Linked DNA regions of Mus musculus: all the other regions are linked to region 3. Evidence: chromatin contacts called from public HiChIP or PLAC-seq data. All regions are on one chromosome and are shown on one strand. Each heading gives the region's core, a stretch centred on a gene start, on an enhancer-like site or on the middle of the called end of the contact. The rest is flanking DNA. Distances are from core to core; before and after follow the strand shown.

Region 1 (3,378 bases), core at 573-3,072, 630 kb after region 3:
GGTTGATATTGTTGTTCCTCCTATGGGGCTGCAAACCCCTACAGCGCCTTCAGTCCTTTCTCTAACCCCTCTGTGCTCAGTCCAATGGTTGGCTGAGAGCATCTACCTCTGTATTTGTCAGGCTCTGGCAGAGCCTCTCAGGAGACAGCTGTATCAGACTTGGATCATGTTCTGATACAAGTGGTCAGGCATACCTGGGTTAAAGGTTAGCATAGTGCTCACACTGTGTGCTCTTGGGCTCTGAGCAAGTCTCCATCTCCCTAAGCTTCTGCTCCTTGCATTCTTATCACACAGGGACAATCAGAAGCCACCATCTATGACTGAGGGTACACAGCCCTCACCAAACCCCCAAATCTGCCAGAGCCTTGATTTTACTTAGACTTGCAGCCTTCGGAGAAGTATAAAGTGAATTTCTGCTGTCAGGTATCCATGCCTGCTCCTGACATGTACACGCACTGCCCCCTCACACACACACACACACACACACACACACACACACACAGCTGTAGCACTTATGATGAGCAAGGTTGTCATCTTCATACAATTATCTGGGAGACAAGCTCCCAGACATGCCTGTGAGGAAGTTTCTACATTAGGCTGTCTGAGGAGAAGAGGCAGTTCGCCCAGCCAGCACTAGGCCCCAGGACAGAGTGCAAGGTGAATGACACAGACAGAGGCGAGCTAAGCACCAGCGCTCATCACCCTCTGCTTCCTGATTGCAGACACAAAGTGATCAGCTGCCTCAGGCTCCCACACAAGCAGGCCAAGAGAGCAGGCAAGGGTGAAGGAGAGTGGGCCACAGTGGTTCCTCACTGTGGTGGCTGGGTACAGGGATGGCTCAGTAAGGAGCTTATACATCAGAGAGACGGACAGGACAGAAAAGTGTCAAAATCACACACACACACACACACACACACACACACACAAGCGTGCACTGCTGCCTCATGCCCTGACTGAGGGTCCTGAGCTCATGCTGTGGGGACCAAGTCAAGGCTAGCTATCACTGGCTGGGGTGTACTGCAGAGATGGATGGAAGTAAGGTCTCCGAATCCTGCCTCCCCAAGATCCCAGGATCACCATTACAATCTGTTTGTCAATGATAGATAATTTATGACTTCCTAACCCCCACAGTCCATCACTCTGGGAGCCCTGACTGGCAGGCGGGGCCAGCCAGTTACTGTTGGCCAGTGTTCCATGTCCTGGTTGGAAACTCTCCCATGATAAATAAGTATTGATTAACCCCACTGACCCTGGCACTCAGAAAAAGCAGTCCTCTGTGTTGTCCTTCCTTCCGAAGTGACACACTTTCTCTCATGCCTTCAGGACTCCCTGAGGCTGCCTTGTTCTGAAACCCAAAGGCTCAGAGTAACCAAGCCTGCCTTTTGCCACCTGCTCTAGCGTGCCCCAGAACTGCAGACAAGGTCTGTCTTTGCTGTTCTTCCACTTGGCCACTAATGTAAAACTTAGAAGTAGAATGCAACGCTGGCCTCCCATGTATGGTAAACTGAGAGCTCTCCCAAATTGGGGTGTTTCACAGGGAGCTGCATCATGTGAGGGACCAGAAAAGCATTATCCCATTGGGGTGTGGGTGAGGCTGTCTCTGAGCAAAACTTGCTCTCTATGTGGCCTTACTTGAGGGCCCTGCTCAGTAGGACAGAACAGACTGGAACCAGTACAGTCCCCACCACCCCATTTCCTAGTCAGTGTCTATGGGTCATCCCAGGTTAAAGGAAAGGGACCCAGGTGGAAGGGAGGGAGCATGCTTGCCATCACGTGAGTTATCCAGATTGTGCTCTTGATGACACATGGCTTGTAACCAATGAGCCACGTCCTCTACAGCACAGACTTGCCTGGAAGGAAAGCTGTTCTCCAGCCCTGGCACTTCCCAACTGTGTGACCCTATGAGGTAATTAACCTCCAGGAGCCTCCGTTTCCTCAACCATAAAAGGACCATAATGCCTCGTGCTGCCTGGGGCTGTTGAGCAGATTCAGTGTGAACTGTGTGTGCTCACTGGCTCTCTGTCCCAGAAGTTCTCAGCACCCTAGGAGTCATCATCTCATCTTCTCAGCAACCTCACCTTTAGACTGCCTACCCCATCAAACCCAACCTACCATGGTCTAGACACTCTGTGCTGCACCTGGCTAAGAAGGGCGGCAAATGTAACGATGACTCCCCACTGGGGTGCTCAGCCTGGGGAGAAAGGGTCCTGGGCAGCAATACAGACCTCCCCTCTGTCCCTATCTAGTGAGGGTGATGCTAACCTCTGTAAAGAGTGCAATGTACATCCTGGCGTATCATAAATACAGTCCACTGGCCGTTACCACTGTGTAGTAAAGAGATAATGTGAGCTTTCCCTGAATTTCCTTTCTGGTCCCCACCTCTCTTTCTGATGTAACCCTTTCCTAGGCCTGGCATGTCATTGCATATTGACATCAGTTTTATGCAAGGTATTTCCCATAAGCCAAGTTAAACCCTAAGTGAAATGAAGCTAGCTAAAACAAATGAACACACAGTCTCCCACGTCCCCCAGCTTGCCAAGCGCTCTTGTCTTGCAGAGGGGTTCCTATTGATCGCCCTGCTCTCCCTGATCCCTGACCCCTGACCTCTATTCCCCCAAGGAAAGCGCAGATCAGCAGCTTTCCTGCCGCCATCCATAAACCTTGCTGAGTTAGACCCCCATCCTTCTTTCTGATTAGACCTTCCGCTCCGTTTGTCATCCGTCTGGGTGATCTACTTCCCTCCAGTCTGTCAAGTTGCCCCATAACCTCATTCCCAGGGACTTCAATCTCTCAAAACCAGACTCAGATTTATTGTAAAGAACATCCCCGGAATAGAAATTGCCTTGTCTCCCTTTGCGGGAAGATGAAAGCCTACAGGGCCCCTTCCCATGGGCTGCCTTGGTGCCCCACTCCCAACCCCCAGCCCACAGAGTTCAATGAGGCACAGTGACCCTGACACTGTGGTTGGTGACTAACAGACAGTGAGGGTCACAGGGACATGACAGCAAGGTAACACCTCAGCTATGAGGGGATCCCCAAAAGTCAAGAACAGCAGGGCCAAGGCTGAGAAAGACTAACCTTGCTGCGACCTTACTCCATTTCCAGCTGGGACCCATACTATCAGAAGTGCAAGTGGGTAGTACCCAAGATCAGCAGAATTTGTTCAGCGCCGCGCACCCCCATGAGTAAATAAGGTCCTCTGGAAATGGACTTCACTCCACCCAGATGGCTCTGAGCTGATGTGACCTCATCCCCAGAAGCCACACGACATCAGAAGTGTCAATAGAACAACTGGCACATCGTAGATAGCTGGCACTGTCAGCTGGTGAGCCAGGTGTCTAGCTCCCTAGGGTTGCATGGGAAGGTGTGCTGGCTAGT
Region 2 (3,731 bases), core at 792-3,291, 510 kb after region 3:
TGAGTAACCACTCACCACTCCATCTCATCCCAACACCATGGTTGCAGGAGGGCAGCAAGCAGCCTCACCTGAGGAAGGACAGAGAGCAACCTGAGCCAGGTTCTCCTGAGCTCCCATCAGGACCACAGCCAGGGCACCACAGCAGTACTCCTGCCTCTAACCGCCTCATGCTGACAAACATAACCTGATCATCTACCTAAAGCACAGGTTAGTCCATGTACCCCTCCAACCACGATAATGAACCTAAAGCATAGATCTGTTTATGTACCTTCCCTACCAAGACTTCAAATGATTCCTGCCACCATTACCAGAAACAAACTTAACTCTAAAGTGGTGGCCTATGTGGGACCGTGAAAGGTAGCCTTTTTCCCAGTTGAGTTAACACTCGAAACCCCAGTGACCCTGAAGGGACAGTAGGTGTTTCACCTGATTCCTGGGCATGAGGCACCTGTAACTAGCAGCAGCTCCCCATAGATTCGTGGCTTTCAGTCACGTAAGGGCAACACCCTAAGCCCCTCCACTTGTATAGGACCGTGATCACAGGTCACATAGGCTCAAGACAGATCTTCATTTTAATGAAGTACCTAAAGGCCTGGAGGCGTAGCCAATAAACTTTCGTTCCCAGACACTCCTCCCTGCATAAAGTATTTAACCTCAGGCTGCCCTGGGAAGTGGGGTATGGCTTTACTCATCCACTTTCCACCATGACAATAAATGACTTAAAACCATGGACTGCCTCTTTTCATCGGGATCCAATGTCGGGAGCCATGGAGAAAGCCTTTGCCTACAGAGCCACCTACCCATAGAAGGCCTCTCTGCACTCCCAAACACTGCAACCACAAAGCTCAAGCCAAGCCCAAGCCCACCACCACCATAAAGCCAAGGACTCTCCAGGCGGGACCAGCCAGAGCTCCCCCTCTTTCTTCTGACCCTGGGCTAGATCCAGCCCATGGGCCAACTCTCCATTCTCAGCTCTTCCATAGCTTCCAACGGCACCTGGGTGTCTAAGAGCCTGAGAACCAGATGACCCCAGCCTTCTTCCAGGCCGGGGGGGGGGGGGTCCCAAGCCAGCTCTGGCTATCTCGCACCTCAGACTGCACTTTCCCACCCCCAGAGTGGTGTCATGTGTCCTATCAACACTTACACAAGGAGTCTAAGGATCTCACCTGTCCTCGTTCCTATTCTATGAGTCCAGACACAAACCTGCCTGCAGCAACTGTACCGTGGCAGAGTGGACCCCTGTGCAGTCTGCCTACCCCAACTTCAGCCTCCCCTACCAGATCCCACCTCTACACACACTAGATCACTATCGTACAAATACACCATGATGGAGCTTAGGGTCTGTGCTCAGCCTTGAAGCCCTGGCTCTGACTCTCCACACACTGAAATAATTCTCCTGCATTAGAGAGCAATCTGATGCTCTCCCTCCTTAAAACTGACCTGTTTCCAAACCACCCTAAACCTCATTGATAAAGATATCCTAATACATGGGTTCTCTGCTGAGCACCAAGCCACCCTAAGGTCAGAGATAGCAGAACATCTACTGTTGTAGCTCGCATCCCACAGCCCTTGGCACAGACTGACCAAAGAATTTTCATCTTCAGTTTTGAGAGCAAGTATCTGTCATGCGTCCTACCAACACTTACACAAGGAGTCTAAGGACCTCACCTGTCCTCGTTCCTGTTCTGTGAGTCCAGACACAAACCTTGCTACTTTGTTCTTTAAGGTAAATATAAATGCGAGTTCTTTTGTCAAGAAATCTCAAAAGATATGACCATGGAGTCAACTGATTTTTCCATAATAACCATCAAAGTCCTGCAAACTGAAGGATAACATTTGTTCCATTTTCTTTCTAACAATAATAAATTTCCCGATCTTGGGGGGGGGGGAGGAGGCGCTTGGGCCTCTTTCTCATATTCTTCTATCTGAGGAAGGACAGGAACAAAGCTCTGCCTGCAGAGGCGTTTCTATACCCACTCCTAGCCCCTCTCCACCGCAGTGAGCTGGGAGGGAGGCGTACTCTAATTGCAGCCATATCAATCAAAGGGACTGCAGACGGCAGACAGCCTTCCCTGGCTGGAGTTAATTAGAACACTGGCATTTCCCAGACTGTCGGCATAATGAATGCCTAGGAAGATGTGCATGTACGTCCAATGGGTAAATACAGGCTGTCAGACTCCCCCATGAAGCACTCCCAGTCCTGGCAGGCTCTGTCACCTCACATGACCAAGAAGTGACTCATAACCTCCAGATATGCAGACATGCCCTAAGAATCACCCTGCCTTCCATCTGAAATAGGGTCAACTGGCAGGTTCACCTACACAGTCAGCCATGTTTTGTACAACTCTATTCGCAGGAAACATGTGTGCTGACCTTCGCTAATGTGTAACTCTAAACTCAATAACCACACATGTTAACTACCAGGGCACTGAATGAGTACTCTGCTTTTGGTTAGTATCTCATCACTGGGGACGTACTAAACCACTTGCCATTCTTACTTATCCCACAAGGAAAGAATTCAGCCAACATAAATTTGAATACTAATATTGCTAAGATTTTCACTTTAGAATTGAGAGCGTGACCACAGACTGCTAATTTTTCAACCTTTCTCTTGAAAGCATCAGAAAGGGGAGAGGGGTTCAACAAATGAGAACCAGTTGACAAAAGGAAAATGTGCATTATACTACAGAAGAAAAAGGAAAAAGGAAGCCCGAGAGTATTTCTTTGCAAGTTCCCTACACAGGCAACGATAACGAAACATATTGCTAGAAGAATCATCTGCCAAGTCCAAAGGAAGCATCAGGGCACAGGACAGTCACCAATAAAAGACAAGCTATCTTCACGGTGCCTGACCCTGCACAGGCCTTACACAGAGCACGCAACATGCATCGGGTGGTGCCCAGGGAAAAGTCACAAGGCTTCCGGCCTCACTGAAGGGTATAAAAAGTAGGCAGAAAGAAGTTGGTCCAACCTGAATGTGAGGAAGGTAGAGAAGGAAGACCACTGAGGTGCAGGTCTACAGGGAAGTGAGACAGGGTTGGGAATGAAAATGAGAAAAGCGCTGTAAGCGTGGATAGCTCTGGGCACAGGGAGCACAGCTGCGGGAGGAGGAGGAGGGTAGATCAGAAGCAAGAGGAAGAATTAGAGACCCTGGGAGGCTTTACGCAAGAGGAGCTGGAAGGTCGGATTCTCATTCCAAAAATATCCCAAAATAAAAACGTATTTTCACCTCCAGGTCTGGTTTTGCAGACTAGATTATCTTAACTTTCATCCTGAAAATAGCTTACCGGGATGTAGCTAAGATAGCGCACTCCATCCATTAAAATTGTCTGATCTAATCAATGGGGGACTAAGAGCTAGCACAAATATAGCAAGGATGCCCACTCTTGCCATTTCTGCTTCGCACAGTGCTGAGGGGTCTACCAAGATCAATCAGTCACTAATGGGAAAGATTCTCACAAGGTGGCCATTAAAACTGATAAGCAAACTCACAGCATTTGTACGATATGAATTTGCTGCACAAAAATTAGTCACATTTTTATATCACTGACAATTTATCCAAAAATAGAGAAAGAAACCAAAAATATTATGCTGTTTGTAAAAGAATTTTAAAAAGATCCCAGGAATAAGTTTAACCAAGGAGGTCAAAGACACTGAGAACTACAAACCACTGTTAAAGGGCTGGGGAGATGGGTCAGTGATTGCGAGCACTGGCTGCATTTCCAGAGGAC
Region 3 (3,286 bases), core at 93-2,592:
ATGTCTATCTACATGTAAAATATACCTGACTTTCTCACTTCAAAAGCTGCATCTCTTTTATAAAGTTAAACAATTAGAAAGACTCTCTCATGCTTGTGAAAGTGTTATGGGAGCTTTTGTTTGTGGTGTTAGCAAAAAGTATAAACACTTGAACAAAAGAGTTGTTAAACAAATCACTTTATCCCAATTAAATTAACAACATCATGATTGATAGCATATATAGTTTCAAGATATAAGAAATTTGTCGTGATTAAATTAACGCTCTGGTCAAACTCTACTGTATATTTTGTATATTTCACACTCAGGTGAATATTTATATTATTTATTATTTATTCAGATCTACCTGGAAAGTAGAGTGTGAAGACTCAACTTTTTGCTTATGAGGTGATTTTTAAAAAACCATATTCTGCTAGAACTTAGGTGCTGTTTTGTTTTTATGAACTTCAAACATTGAGGTTATTGTTTAAAATCTTTATTTGAGTTTATCAGTTTTATAAACATCAACAAACTTTCTTTCTATAATTAGACCAAGACAACAGTGCCTCAGGAGTAGCTAACATTCCCACAGCCCTTGCTTAAAATCCCTCCTTGTTTGTAAAGTGAAGTTAGCCACTCTCAGGAAGTTACTTCAGCCCAAATCACCGACCTCCAGACATGCAGTAAGTTTTTCGGTTTTCTCATTTTTTTTTATTTCTTTTTATAAACAAAAATCATTGTTCAGGCATGCAATCTATTACCCATTTTTGCTCTAAAGACCAGCTTCTGAGGACTGAAGACCTGTACCTCAGGAACCTCTCAGCCACCAGCCACGCTATAAAAATAACTTTAAAAAGGAACGAACAATAGGTCTGCAGCAGAAGCCATGAGCTACAGCAAAAACAGATCCTGACCCCTGAGTCCAAAGAATTAACCTAACGAGCATCACGTACCTCACACCATGACCACACCGCTCACAAGTGACGGCAAGTTCAATTTTGGTAACTGTGCTGGCTCAAAACACACAGAAAGAAAGAGAAAACCCTTTCCCCCACAAGTGGGAGGCCGAGGAGGACCACGCATAGCACCGAGAGGCAGGGAAGGTTGCTTTTGTCTTCAGCAGCATTGATTTCATAACCCACAGTCCAGGGAATCAAAAAATTGAAATACACCCACCAACAATGGGTGAGAAACCAGGAGGCCTCCAAGAAGACTGCAGGGAGAAGCTTTCTCGCTCTGTTTTGTGTGCAGTAGCTTAGGGGGAAAATGTCGCGCGGGCAGGAATGACACATGCAGCAGGAGAGGCTAGCGGGCCTAAGAGATCTGCTTTACCTCCACAGCCAGCCCCTAATGCACGCAGCTCCACTCATCCTCTCCTAGGCTTTTTTTTTTTTCCACTTTTTTTTTTCACGAGCTCCAAATCCCCGGCATATGACCTTCTGTTAAATAGATAAAAAAAAAATTGCTTATCAGTCATGCAAATGAGGCTGAATTCATTTTCCACAACAGATGGCCTCATAGATAATGATGATGGAAGAGAGAAAATTGAATGTCTCTCACAAGGTGGCCATGGCAACCGAGAGCAGAATAATATCAATAATAAGCTCACTGCATAATAAGGTTGTCAGTCCTACAAATCAAAGTCTGCAGCTAAATCAGGTATACCACCCCAGCTAGTTACCAGGTATGTATGTGTATGTGTGTGTGTGTGTGTGTGTGTGTGTGTGTGTGTGTGTGTGTGTGTGTGTGTGTGTGTGTGTGTGCATCTATGTATACGCTGACCATGAGAATAACCAGCAGTCCAAGCCACTTAATGTCCAGGGGTGGGGTTGGGGGGGGGCGTAGTTGCTAGATAATGAAATGACGATCCTACAATTTGACAGTTTTTTCTTTTCTTTTCTCTTTCTTTCATTATATTTTCTGCAGTAGCAGATACGGTTTCATGAAGGACCGGCTAACTAGCCATATTGAACTGTGGAGTGAGCCTGTGGGTGAGCTCCCCTCCCGCTAGCCTCCTCCTCACTCTCCCCTCTGTGTGCCCTGCTGCATCCTGCCTAGATGCAAGAGCAGCTCACCCGCCGCCGGAGGCTTCCACCTTGGCTCCCAGGGGGACATCCTGCAAAATGAATCAGCAGCCATCCTGAGCAGGCTGATTAAAATGAAAATGGCAAGGCACATGTCTGGGCGGAACTGGAGCTCGGCTTTGTTGCCTGTCTGACAAGCACGCTCAATATAGCTCTTGCTAATAATGGCTTACTGCCTTTCGGTTTTTAAAAAGGTATCACCCTTTCCTCTTAACCGACTGCTACTCGCGTGTGTGTGTGTGTGTGTGCACGCGCGCGCGCGCGAGCGCGCGTGTGCTTCACATGTGTGTGCCACGGGGGTTGTGGGGGGACGGATTGCTCGATTCTAATTTTCCACTGCTCACATGCAGACAGCCCGCCTGACAACGCTGTTATTTTAAAACTGAACTTAGTTGTCTTTCTTCTGAGGAAAGTGATGGTTAAGTCTTGGATGTGATGTGGAGGTTGACAAAAACAGGGATTTCTAGCCCAAGCCTTAGCCACAGAGCTGGGGGGAGGGGGTCATCTAATGCTTGCCTCTTTGGCTCACAGCCCAAAGCTAGAAGCAGCCCAGGTGAAGCCTGCTCCTGCTTGAAGCTTTTCTACCAGACTGTCTCCATTCTCCGGATCTCATGCAGCATACAGTCTGAACATGGGAAAATAGAAGCCACTGAATGCTGCAGTTGGACAAAGTTTATTGCAAATAAATCTCATTTCTTTTCAAAAATTCCCAGGTGTAACTTGAAAATCCCTTTTTTATAAACCATATTTTTAAATATCTATATCAAAAATTTCAGGTTTTCTTTTTTAAGACATTGGGACATTAAATCATTTCATCTCTCTTCCTCAAAGAACACAAAACAAAACAACAACAAAAACCTCCATACACAAAACAAAAACAGCTTGATTTTTTTAAAAACTCATTTATACTGTGCATTTCCTATCCATTCTACTGCAAGTTAAGGGACCATTCAGTGACATTCTCTCAACTGCTCTCTTGGTAACAGATAAATGATTCTGAGGGAGAGCTACCAGCACTGCTCTTTCTTTATCTTCTCCTGTAATCCCTGCCTCTCTCTGAGCTGTGGCTCTCCTCCTGCTTGGTAGTCATCTTGCGGCACTGTGACTCAGAAATCAATAGAGCTGCCCTGGTGGGGACTCCACTCCACAAGGAGCAAGCTGCTGAGGCTCTGGCTCTCTCTCTCTCTCTCTCTCTCTCTCTCTCTCTCTCTCTCTCTCTCTCTCTC

The links. HiChIP or PLAC-seq counts read pairs in DNA pulled down with a chosen protein or histone mark.
Region 1: an H3K4me3 HiChIP or PLAC-seq map of embryonic hindbrain shows a contact between it and region 3, with 8 times the contacts expected there. The contact joins the enhancer-like site here to the promoter of Myt1l in region 3. A contact is called at or near these places in 6 of 39 promoter capture datasets (the C10 cell line, cranial neural crest, embryonic stem cells and 3 more), 3 of 484 Hi-C or Micro-C datasets (cerebral cortex and nephron progenitors), 9 of 115 datasets of contacts at active chromatin or transcription factors (VIP interneurons, astrocytes, differentiating embryonic stem cells and 6 more) and 1 of 9 other capture datasets (adipose tissue).
Region 2: an H3K4me3 HiChIP or PLAC-seq map of embryonic basal ganglia shows a contact between it and region 3, with 3 times the contacts expected there. The contact joins the enhancer-like site here to the promoter of Myt1l in region 3. A contact is called at or near these places in 3 of 39 promoter capture datasets (the C10 cell line, cranial neural crest and hippocampal neurons), 7 of 115 datasets of contacts at active chromatin or transcription factors (VIP interneurons, astrocytes, embryonic basal ganglia and 4 more) and 1 of 9 other capture datasets (adipose tissue).

What each region holds. Positions count from the first base shown.
Region 1 is chr12:28,898,390-28,901,767 of GRCm38.p6, reverse strand. No RefSeq gene overlaps it. Among named protein-coding and RNA genes, the nearest start is that of Gm31508, 10 kb to the left of the region's middle. Within about 2 kb of position 1,822, at least 8 of the 459 cell types and tissues checked have an H3K27ac peak or open chromatin away from gene starts, as enhancers often do.
Region 2 is chr12:29,014,066-29,017,796 of GRCm38.p6, reverse strand. All of the region lies in intron 1 of Gm31508 (predicted gene, 31508), which reads right to left. Among named protein-coding and RNA genes, the nearest start is that of Gm31508, 110 kb to the right of the region's middle. Within about 2 kb of position 2,041, at least 31 of the 459 cell types and tissues checked have an H3K27ac peak or open chromatin away from gene starts, as enhancers often do. A contact at or near this core is called in embryonic basal ganglia and neural tube, where this site is marked.
Region 3 is chr12:29,526,440-29,529,725 of GRCm38.p6, reverse strand. Myt1l (myelin transcription factor 1-like) reads right to left here and starts at 1,342. Exons shown (of 25, transcript NM_001093775.1): 1 at 930-1,342. Gm20208 (a long non-coding RNA gene) reads left to right here. Exons shown (of 4, transcript XR_381405.4): 2 at 1,486-1,660; 3 at 1,903-2,254; 4 at 2,592-2,768.